2 separate regions of the Macaca mulatta genome follow, and region 1 is linked to region 2. The links are chromatin contacts, called in public Hi-C maps. All regions are on one chromosome and are shown on one strand. The core of a region is the stretch at or near the end of the contact, and the rest is flanking DNA. Distances in the headings are between cores, read along the strand shown. Region 1 overlaps BCAR3 (BCAR3 adaptor protein, NSP family member). Region 2 has its middle 28 kb from the start of MIR760.

Region 1 (2,700 bases), core at 58-2,557, 120 kb before region 2:
TGTCCAGTGCAAGAGCAGTTGGCACAGCAAGCTGGAGGGCTGCAAGAGGCTGTCGGGTTGGCCCTTTCCTCTCTGGTTCTTTCCTCACAGGAACTCCCCTCCCCAGTGCACACGCAGCTGCTGTGGGGCACTCCTCTTGTGTGGTAACCATTTGGAACTGCTTTTAATGGTGCTGTTGACTGAGGTTTCCAAATGGTAAGAATAATTTCCAGATAGTAACACAGTCAAGCATAAGGAGTCACACAAGAATTGGCCTAGGTGTCTGCAAAGAGGGACAGAGCACCAAAGGTTCTGATGGAGGAAACACAACCTTAAATATGAATCATAACAGCTATGCTTACCAGCCCAGGGCTAAGAACTCTGCGTACATCATCTGAGTTAATCCTTTCAGCAACCCAGAGAGGTGGGGGTTATTAAGCCCTTTTTATAGATGAGAAAATGGAAGCACAAAAAGGCAGAGTAACCAGCCAAGTTCACAGAGCTGGGATGTGGAGCTCCCTAAACTGGCCTCCCTGTCTCCACTGCCCGCTTCACCTCCCAGTGTGAACCCTTGTTCCTCAGAGTGAGTGGGAGAGTTTGGTGTTGATTGCTTGAGCGTGGTGTGGAATGGCACAGTGAGTCTTAAGAGAAGCAAGCAAGCTGGGTTAGGTAAACTTAGCCCAGTGCCTGGCACTTGCTAGGCATTCCATAGATATTTGAGATTTGGACTTTTGAACAGAGTTTCAGACATAAGGTCAGGGTGTGTGGGGGTCTCAAGCAGGTCAGGAATCAGTCAAGCCTCTACATACATTTGAATTTTCTCCACGGCAGGAACCCACACTGAAGGTTCACAGGTGTGACCCTGGAGTCCTAGCCCTGTCCTGGGGCTGTGGAGCAGCTGCCTCTCCAATGCCCAGGGTTTGTCATAAATGCTGAATCTCAGCCCCACCCCAAGGCACTGACTCAGAACCCACATTTTAACAAGCCTCCTGGTGACCTGTGTGAGAGGCACTGCTCCAGCTCAACAACCCTCCTTCAAGGGAGCAAGCGAGCAGTCATCCCCCCACCCAGTACAGAGGAAATTTCTTTTTCCTGTGCTAGGCTTAGGGAATAGCACTTTGAGGGGCTAACTCCTGGTGCTGACCTAACCTCCTCCTCACAAAACCTTTCATACAGCTGTGGGAGGCAAACTTCTCAGTTGTCAGCATTTCCAGGAAGAGCGAACCCCTTGAGTGATCTCCATGTGACCTCGTCTGTCTCAGGTTCATGAACATGAAGGTGAGAGCAGCTTTTCCTCACAGCATGACCAGGCAGTGACAAACACACCACATGGAAGGAAATGAGTGAACAATCCTCGCATATTCTGAAGTGAGTCATTGGCCTTTCTTGTGGACTGGGTACTGGATGATTAAATTTCTGGTTTCTGTTTCTTATTTCAGAATATATTGATAATGAACATATAGTGTCCCCCAAAGTGCAAGGTGCTGGGGACAACAGATCAACACTTTATACAAAAATAATATTATACTGTTACCACCTTGGTAACACAGTAAAAATAGGGACAGGTAAGATGCCTCTGTAAACACGGACTGCTGTGATTTTGGTGACTAGTAGGAGCAGAAACTCAAGAGTAGCTCCAGGGACGCTCACCTCCTGTGCTTCTCTCCCACTGTCCATCTCCCATCTTCTCTGGGCTCTCAGTGTGGAGTGGAGCTTATAGTGGTCTCCACCACCAAGGCTCTGCCTCTTGCTCAAGGCCCTGAGCACCTACTCTTGGCACTCTATGTGCTTTGCCCACTTAATCCTCATGACAGCTCTTCGAGGCAGGTATTATTATCCCTATTTTATAGATGAGGAAATTGAGGCTCATAGAGAAGCTACGTTGCCCAAGGTTGCATGTCTAGAAAGTATCAGAGGATGAGAATACAGATCTGACCAGGATTCTAAAGCCTGTGTCATTCCCTCCACACCTGGGTTGCTTCAGCCTCACCTGGCTCCTGGGGGAATTTCTGGTGAGGGATGCTCACAGAGCGCAAGGTGGGGAGCTCCCCTGGCATGTGGAAATCACATCACACTGGTGGCTGGCAACTCCACTTCCATGTCAATCTGGTCCCTGCTCTGGGATCCTGAGATGCCCTGCATGAATCACCAAGGGACAAAAAGAGGACTTTTCAGGGACTGATGCCCTCCCAGCCACCATGGGACCCCCAGCTACTGTGACTGAGCCCAGTCATGACCCCAGAGTTCTTCACATCACATCATTCTTGCTCAGCATCCAAAATGTGAGTCCCCTGGGCAAGAATTCTCTTCTCCACTCCACTCTCCATAGCTCTCTTGGTCCCTTCCTCTTTCTTCTCCCTACCCCTTTCTTTTCCAAACCTCTCATCCATTCTTCTCTATAGTCCCCTTCTCCATACTTGGAGGCCTATGCCTAATATCAACCTTCTCCAACTTTCCTGATCATTAGAATCACCTGATCATCAGAATCATGCACATCCCCCAGCTCCTGTCCCAGAGGTCTGAATTGGAGAGACCCAAGTGAAACCTTGAGGCCAATGTTTAACAAAAGCCCATGTGTCCTTATGATCAAACACATTTAGGAAACCCCGAACCACACTCCTCCTGTTGTAATCCACCAAACACTGTTCCTAATTCACCCTGGAAATGGCTGGGGTCCTCAAAGCCACCCACTCCTGTTCTGTGACAGCACCTCCAATGCTC
Region 2 (2,700 bases), core at 14-2,513:
CTCAACGAATGGAATTAGGAGCATGTTCAGAGGAATGTCTTACACGTAGCAGGTGATCAGTAAATGCTGAACATAAAGTGAACCTCACTTGGTAAAGCTGGTGCTGCAGGTTGTGAGAGGTGGGGCTTCGTGAAGCAGGGAAGCAGCCCTCCACAGTAGGCACATGATATAAACTAGCTGCACAGGAAGCCCCCTATGACTAGTTTATTCTATCACTGTAGGATAATTTTTGCTCAGGAATTGACAGGAGAATAGAGTTTTATGTTTTCTCATGATCATATCCTCCAAGCAATATTTTGAAATTATGCTGCAATTTCTAGCTTTGCTTTCATCGGTGAATAATTCACAAAATCCTTTAGAAATTAAAACTCTGGGCAGGGCATGGTGGCTCACACTTGTAATCCCAGCACTTTGGGAGGCTGCGGCGAGCGAATCATGAGGTCAGGAGTTCGAGACTATCCTGGCCAACACAGTGAAACCCCGTCTCTACTAAAAGTACAAAAATTAGCTGGGTGTGGTGGCGGGCGCCTGTAATCCCAGTTACTCCGGAGGCTGAGACAGGAGAATCACTCGAACCCAGGAGGCAGAGGTTGCAGTGAGCCAAGGTTATACCACTGCATTCTAGCCTGGGCAACAGAGCTAGACTCTGTCTCAAAAAAAAAAAAAAAAAAAAAAAAGAAAGAAAGAAATTGCAACTCTGTTTATAACAAGCAATAGATGGTAATATTGAAGGCATTTAAGCTATTGCCCACTGAATTCTTGATTGACAATGTCAAAACAACCACCATAGCTAGGAACAAGATATTCAGGAATGTAACAAAAAATGAAGATAGAACAAAACAAAACCCCCCAAACTAAAACTATCTTAGCTATACTTACAAAAACAGGTGCTAACTTGTATTTTGCTGAAGTCCTGAAACTGCCTTCAGGGGCAGGCAAGTAATCAGTACATTAAACCACACCCCTCCTCCCCGCAAAAAAAAAAAAGTTATAATAATAGAACTAGCTTCTCTGTCCTGAGCTTGGGAAGGCAATAACTTCCTGGATGGTTCCGCAATATCTGCCTCTCGGCCATCTGTTTCCCTGGTCCCCCCACATCCTGTTCAACCAACACTGTTCTGGTAACAGGAATCCCTGCTTCTGCTTTATGTTATCTTTTCAGCTTCCTGTCGTGTTTCTGCAGGAGTTTGATTTAGCCTTATATGTGAGCAGGCACTTGTGAGTATGAGGGAAGGAATGGGCCGCTGGGCATCAAAGCAGGGGTTGAAAGGGGTCACCTCCAGTGCGGGGGCAGCAGGCACATGGTCTGGCATTGCTCTCTGGTTCTCAGGGCTGAGAGCCCAGCATTCCCAGTGGGTCACTTTCATGGTTTTTGAAAGCTACCATTTATTGAGTACTATCCTAAGTATTTTACGTATGTTATCATATTATCTCACTGTATTAACCTCACAGACATTCCAGGAGACAACTTTTTTCTTTTTCTCTCATTTACAGATGAGGAAATGAGTCTGAAAGTTGAGTGTCACGGCCTTTCATACAGTTCAGAAGTGGCAGAGGTAGAGGTGGAAGTCAGGCTGGCTCTAAAGCCTGTGCCCTTAGCCATTTGGTTCTCTGACCTTCCCTGTGCTTCTCCATGTCATCTCTGGCAGCATTCCCAATCTTACTCCTCTTCTATTCTCCTTCCCTGTAAGTCTCTGAGTTGCTTCCCAGCTTAAGGTGATATCCGTGCACAACAAACTACATATGACATTCTCCATCCTGGCTTTGACCGGCTGCAGCTGACTAGCCCTGTTTACCTGCCACGTCCCTGCCTATCACCTTTGCAGTATTTTGCCCCACAGCACTTTTTGCCAAGGGGCTCTCCTCCTCTGTGCTTTCCTACCCTCCCAGTTCACCTTCCCCTAGACCTCCTAAGCCCTCTTGGCTCTGCCAGTCCCAAGGAAGCTTTGCTCCCTACCGCCCCACACCACACAAAGCTCCCCAGCCTACCGAGGCTTTGGTGACTGCTCCCTCCTTAGTGGTGAAGACTGGTTCTCAGGGCCCCTGGTTTGGTTATCAACCACCTGCCACTTTACAGTACTCTTAATACTGCTGACTTTGCTATTTTATTTTTCGTATGCTAGTGCTTTCCACAATTAGATTATAAGCTCCTTGAGTGCCAAGTGTCTCTTTTTGTACTTTGTGACAGTTTTCTTAACACCTACGTCAGTGCTTTACACACACAAAGAGTTCAGAAATATCTGTTGGTTTCTGTGTGATTATATTCATGAGAGACTGATATCAGCACCGTTAGCCAGGATCAGACTAAAGCACAAGTGCCGCAAAGCTGACGTTAATCTTCAATGCCTACTGCCTCCTTCTCAGGGCCTTCCTCTGCTTCCTACAAGCTAAATATCTTGGTCTATGCCTACCACACAAGCCCCCACCTCAGGCCTGCTCTGATTCAATGCTGTGCACCTGGGCTGTCCTACTGTCATGGTTGTCGGCATCTCCAGAGCGGAAGTGTCTGGGTTTGTATCCCATTCTGCCACTTCCTAGCTGTGATATAAGCAAACTACTTAACCACTCAGAGCCTGTTTTCTCACCTGTAAAATGGGAGGTAACAGTACTTTCCATCATTAGTCAAGTATTTACTGAGGACCAGGCATTTGTTTCATTATATGTCAGGCATTATTCTAGGTGCTGGGTATAAAACAAATT

The links. Hi-C and Micro-C count contacts between places; a contact is called where the count stands out from the background.
Region 1: a contact with region 2 is called in a Hi-C map of fibroblasts, with 2.4 times the contacts expected there. The contact joins two enhancer-like sites. A contact is called at or near these places in 2 of 14 Hi-C or Micro-C datasets (fibroblasts and liver).

What each region holds. Positions count from the first base shown.
Region 1 is chr1:146,580,693-146,583,392 of T2T-MMU8v2.0, reverse strand. The region is part of intron 1 of BCAR3 (BCAR3 adaptor protein, NSP family member); the gene reads right to left. Among named protein-coding and RNA genes, the nearest start is that of BCAR3, 13 kb to the right of the region's middle. Within about 2 kb of position 1,307, at least 1 of the 40 cell types and tissues checked has an H3K27ac peak or open chromatin away from gene starts, as enhancers often do.
Region 2 is chr1:146,459,779-146,462,478 of T2T-MMU8v2.0, reverse strand. No RefSeq gene overlaps it. Among named protein-coding and RNA genes, the nearest start is that of MIR760, 28 kb to the right of the region's middle. Within about 2 kb of position 1,263, at least 12 of the 40 cell types and tissues checked have an H3K27ac peak or open chromatin away from gene starts, as enhancers often do.